Regions from separate parts of the Mus musculus genome. Here region 1 is linked to region 2. The links are chromatin contacts, called in public Hi-C maps. All regions are on one chromosome and are shown on one strand. Each heading gives the region's core, a stretch centred on a gene start, on an enhancer-like site or on the middle of the called end of the contact. The rest is flanking DNA. Distances are from core to core; before and after follow the strand shown.

What was found. A called contact is a pair of places that touch in the nucleus more often than the background predicts.
Region 1: a contact with region 2 is called in a Hi-C map of cortical neurons, with 2.9 times the contacts expected there. The contact joins two enhancer-like sites. A contact is called at or near these places in 5 of 484 Hi-C or Micro-C datasets (cortical neurons, forebrain, nephron progenitors and 1 more) and 1 of 115 datasets of contacts at active chromatin or transcription factors (embryonic stem cells).

The regions. Positions count from the first base shown.
Region 1 is chr2:5,248,924-5,251,623 of GRCm38.p6, forward strand. No RefSeq gene overlaps it. Among named protein-coding and RNA genes, the nearest start is that of Gm23118, 9.8 kb to the right of the region's middle. Within about 2 kb of position 1,403, at least 21 of the 459 cell types and tissues checked have an H3K27ac peak or open chromatin away from gene starts, as enhancers often do. A contact at or near this core is called in cortical neurons, where this site is marked.
Region 2 is chr2:5,111,645-5,114,344 of GRCm38.p6, forward strand. No RefSeq gene overlaps it. Among named protein-coding and RNA genes, the nearest start is that of Gm39755, 9.6 kb to the left of the region's middle. Within about 2 kb of position 1,292, at least 47 of the 459 cell types and tissues checked have an H3K27ac peak or open chromatin away from gene starts, as enhancers often do. A contact at or near this core is called in cortical neurons, where this site is marked.

The DNA of each region.
Region 1 (2,700 bases), core at 153-2,652, 140 kb after region 2:
TATATTGTCAGGTTTGAGGGTTAAATGCCCCTCCCCCCGACAGGCTCATGTGGGGTTTTTATTTTATTTTATTTTATTTTTATTATTAATCATTTTATTTGTTTTTTATAATTAATTTTATTATTAATCATTTTATTTGTTTATTTTCCCGGTTTCCTCTCCACAAACCCCGCATCCCATACCCCCTCCCCTTTGCCGCTATGCGGGAGGCTCATGGGTTTGAATAGCTCATATGCTGCTTTGGAAGGTTGTGGCATGCATTTATTCATCCCTCCCCCATCTCATGGAAACACATATTTCTAAGAAAAAACATGAGAAGGTTTATGCATTTGACTGGACCTGGCGACGCAAGCCCGCAAAGCTGCTTGGGAGGCTGAGGCAGGAGGATTACAAGTTCAAGACATTTCTGGGCCACAGAGCAAGCTCAAAGTCAAACCCCGCCCACTAACCGACTGGAGTTACGCTGATTAGCAGAGTACTTACACAGTGTGATGGTTTGTATATCATTGGACCAGGGAGTGGCACCATCTGAAGGTGTGGCCTTGTTAGAATAGGTGTGGCCTGGTTGGAATGGGTGTGTCACTGTGGGTGTGGGTATAAGATCCTCACCCTAGTTGCCTGGAAGTCAGTCTTCTACTAGCAGCATTTGGATGAAGACATAGAACTCTCAGCTCCTCCTGCACCATGCCTGCCTGGATACTGCCATGCTCCCACCTTGATGATAATGGACTGAACCTCTGAACCTGTAAGCCAGCCCCAATTAAATGTTGCTTTTTATAAGACTTGCCTTGGTCCTGGTGTCTGTTCACAGCAGTAAAACCCTAACTAATACACACAGCATGCAAAGTCCTAGTTTAAATCACCTGAACAGAAAACAACCACAAAAATAACTTGCCTCTTTAAAAGTTTCTTTACATAAACTACATGTTACTTAAATAAAGAGGAAACTGGGTTTAAAAAAAAAAAAAGCAAAGAAAGCAAATTTCTAGTTTCAGGACCCAATATTAAGCCAGTAATCATCTCTCTAAAATTCTAACTGCAGATGGCATTTTTCTGGAGTAAATTCGGTATAAACTGAACGGGTTTTACCCCAGACCCAAATATCCACCTCAGATTCCCCAGTGCCTCAGCAGCCTCAAGTTCCGCTGGATCAGCTCTGTGTCTCCCTCTAATTGCAGCGTTTAAAACTGATACTCATGGCTGTCTTCCACCGCCAGTCTTATCTGATGCTTCGTTCTCGGGGTAAACAGATTTCCAGCGGAGGCTGCCAGCAGCACCGAGAAACTGCCAAGCCTGGCAGATGCTAAGGTTTGAGGTTCTTCTGTCTGTTCTCAGCTCCAAGCTGGCTGTGAACTAGCTCTACTCCCCACGGCCCACCAGACTCTCAGCTACTTTTGCCAAACACCATCTTCTCTGCTCAACCTCCTGCTTCCCGACGGTCACACTAGCTGAACTAGTGAAGGTCCTAATGTGGCCCAGTCGCAAATGCTATCCCCGACTTCCCGATGTGGCCTGATCTTTCTTTCTTGGCTCCCACAAAGGGAAAGCATCTCTCTGCCTCTCTCTCTGTCTCTGTCTCGTCTCTGTCTCTGTCTCTGTCTCTGTCTCTGTCTCTGTCTCTTTCTCTCTCTTTCAAACTGACAGTCAGTTTTTCAACATGAACACTGCTTTCCCCACAATACTGACAACAACCATTTCTCCCTTAGTCGTGTCTCTCTTGAAAGACATTGTCTCAATTAAGAGATGAAATCTGAACTATGGGAGGGAACCACTGTTTTTGCCTGCATGTCTCAGCCTTTGACTGATGTAGCTCTCAGCTTTCTTGTTATGACCAAACTACCTGAAAGAGTAAGTTAAAAAGAAAGATTTTAGCTCCTGGTTTCAAAGTATTATCATCCCTAAGTCCTTGTCTATTGGCTCTGGGTCCATGCTATCGCAGAATGCAGCATTGGTGGGATTTTTGTGGAGAAGGACGCTGCTTGTACTGGACAGGAACGGAGAATGAGCAAGGGACTGGAGACTGGGTATAACTTTCAAAGTCATCCTTCAGATCCCACCAACTAAGCCCTCATACCTGAAAGGTTTCAAAGTTTCTCAAACAGCCTTCTGGGTTGGACATTCTAGTCTTTCAACACATGAAACATGCTGGTCATTTCATATACAACCGATAGCAAGGCCTTTCCTTGGCAATGGTCCAGAGAAGATGGGGACAGACTGTCTTAGTTAGGGTTTTACTGCTGTGAACAGACGCCATGACCAAGGCAACTCTTATAAAGGACAACAGTTAACTGGGACTGGCTTACAGGTTCAGAGGTTCAGTCCATTATCATCAAGGCAGGAGCATGGCAGCACCCAGGCAGGCATGACAATAGAGGAGCTGAGGGTTCTACATCTTCATCTGATGGCAACTAGGAGAATACAAACTTCCAGGAAGCTAGGAGGAGGGTCTTAAAGCCCACACCCACAGTGACATACCTGCTCCAACAAGGCCACACCTACTCCAATAAGGACACATCTTCTAATAGTGCCATTCCCTGTGCTGAGCATATACAAACCATAGCACGGACACTTTAAATCTTTTAACTCTGGACCTCAGTTGAAAAGTAGGAGGACCCTGTCTGGCATTCTATTATATACAGTGACCCTGGAACAGAGATGCCACCTCCTTCATTCCCCTCCCACCTCCTCCAGGTACTTGGT
Region 2 (2,700 bases), core at 42-2,541:
TCTGTACTATAAAAAGTTTGATGCTTGACCTGACAAATACACACAACCTCCCCTGTATGCATCTGTCTGTCTCATCCACGCTTTGCCCACCTGCGACTAGAGACCCGTTCCACGCAGACACAGGGACCCAGAGGGTCTGGGGCAGTCCCTAGCTGCTGACCTAATGCAGCAGTACAGACCATGGACATCAGCCTGGCCCTCTGCTACTGCACACACCATGGACACCATCACAGCCCTCAGCAGCAGTACAGACCAAGGATACCAACATGGCCTCAGGTGGCAGTGAAGGCCGCTCACACCTCAGGTGGCAGTGAAGGCCGCTCACACCGACATGGGTTCAGACTACAGCACAGACCATGGCACCCACATGGCCTTCAGTGGTAATGTGGGCCATCGACATCAACGCAGCGTGGATGCAGACATGGAATTTCATTTTTAATTACTCCAGGGACTTCTTTATGTTTGGATTTGTCCTGTTTAGCTTTTTGTCATCTTGATACAACCTAGAATCATCAGGGAAGAGGGAACCCCAACTGAGACAATGTCTTTATCAATGCCTATGGACAAGTCTGTGGGGCATTTTCTTGTCTAATGATGGATGTGGAGAGGCCCAGACCAGCCCTAGGCAGGTGGTCATGAGTATATAAGAAAGTAGGATGAACAAGCGATGGGGAGCAAGCCAGTAAGCAGCATCCCTCCATAGCCTCTGCTTTAGTTCTTGCCTCCAGCTTCCTGCCTTGAATTCTTGCCAGGACTTACCTTCTTGTCAAGCTGTAAGTTATAAGACGAAACAAACCCCTTCCTCCATAGGTTCTGGTCATGGTGTCTATCACAGCACTAGAAAACAAATTAGACACAGGTCATCTGGATTGAGATAGAAAAGCTGGATTTCCAAAAAGTAGTCCAGAAGTGATGGGACATACCTGTTACTCCCTGCATTTTAGATAGGAGGGACTAGGGAGGAAGATCATGAGACCAGCCTGGGTCACATAGGAGACCTCGTAACAGGAATGAAGGGAAAGGAAGGAAGAGAAGAAGGGGAGAGATCTAGAGGGCAAAGTAGTTAAAGTCACGACGTTGACGAGGTGTGCGCAGTGTGTCAGCACAGGCGTAGATAGGTGCCACTGGGCTCCTTGGTGTAGATAGAGACCCCTGCCAGCTACAGTCCCTTCCTCTAAAAGTCAGGCAGTGCCAGCAAGACAGCCTGCCAAGTGCTCCGAGCTGCCTGTAACACGGTCCTGCATAAACACCATCCTCATTACTGCTTCTAATCTGCAGATCCTGAGCTCTCTGTCTGTAAACACAAAGGAAGGAATGGGCTGAAGAGACAGGAGCCAGGGGCTGGGAGCACCCCAGGCTGTTTCTTGCCATGCCTTTCCTAGGAGAATGTCTAAGCCTCCGAGGCTAAGCCTCGACAAGTCTGATGTGTCCGTGACTGGAGCTTCCTCTTCTGGAACCGTAAATGCTATTTTGATTTCTTCCCCCCTTAAACAAACAGCTTTTGTTCTTTCCCAGCAGAGCCCTGTGACAGCCCTGGTCTTCTCCTCTTTGCTCAGCTTACTATCTGGGCTTTCCAGATCTTCTTGGAACGATGCCTAAAACTCCCCTGCTGAGAAGCTTTCTTTGGGCTGAAACCTTACTTCGTCCTTCCACGGAGGGTCCCAAGGAAGACCAGGGCAGTGGGCCTGCGTGGGCCGTTTACTCTCTGGCTTCACAGTTGAGTCTGTCACAGGACAGTGATCTGAATATCTCAGTTGGTGAGGGTGACAGCTTAAGGAAGGGCTTTGTCACAATATGCAGTGTGACTGTGTTCTTCTTCTTTTTTTCTTTCTTTCAAACTTGATACAAACTGGAGTCATTGGGAAGAGGGAGCCTCAGTTGAGAAACTGACGCCATCAGACTGACCTGTGGGCATGTGCATGGACATGATCTTGATTAAGGATTCATGTGAGAAGGCCCAGACTACTATGGGCATTACTGTCCCTCGGCAGGTGCTCCTGGGCTGTGTAAGAAAGCAACTGAGCAAGCCACTAAGCCGTTTTGCTACCCAATCTCTGCTTCAGTTCCTGCCTGCTCCTCCTGCCCCCATTCCTGCCTTGGCTGTAATTTGTATGTCAAAAAACCTTTCCTTCCAAGGTTGCTCATGGTGTTTACCACAGCAGTAGAAAACAAACTAGATTATAATTATGTGACTACTATACATTGAAAAAAAATGAAGGTTGTCCATATTCACTACCAAAACAAATAAATAAATAGCCAAACAACACACACACACACACACACACACACACACACACACACACAGAGAGAGAGAAAGAGAGAGAGAGAGAGAGAGATTTACAATATTTCTTACTGCCAAAGCAATTATTTTTTTAACCATCCCTCCTTTCCTATTATTCTGGTGGTGACCGTCCAGTCTTTGAACTGCTCTTCCCTGCTTCTTATTTTAGAAGGTCATGGTTTACCTGGATTCAGGTTCTTTTCCTCTTCACCCCTAGGCATGGTCTCCCTGTGTAATCCATTCTGGCCTCAAATTTATGATCCCTTTGCCCCAGCTTCCTAAGTGCTGGAATTACAGGCATGAACCACCATGCCTGGCTCACTCTCTGTCTCTCTGCCTCTCATTATTTACTTACATTTCTTTATTTAGTAGGCTCTATTGTACAAAACAGTACAATATAACATGCTTAGTTCATGCAT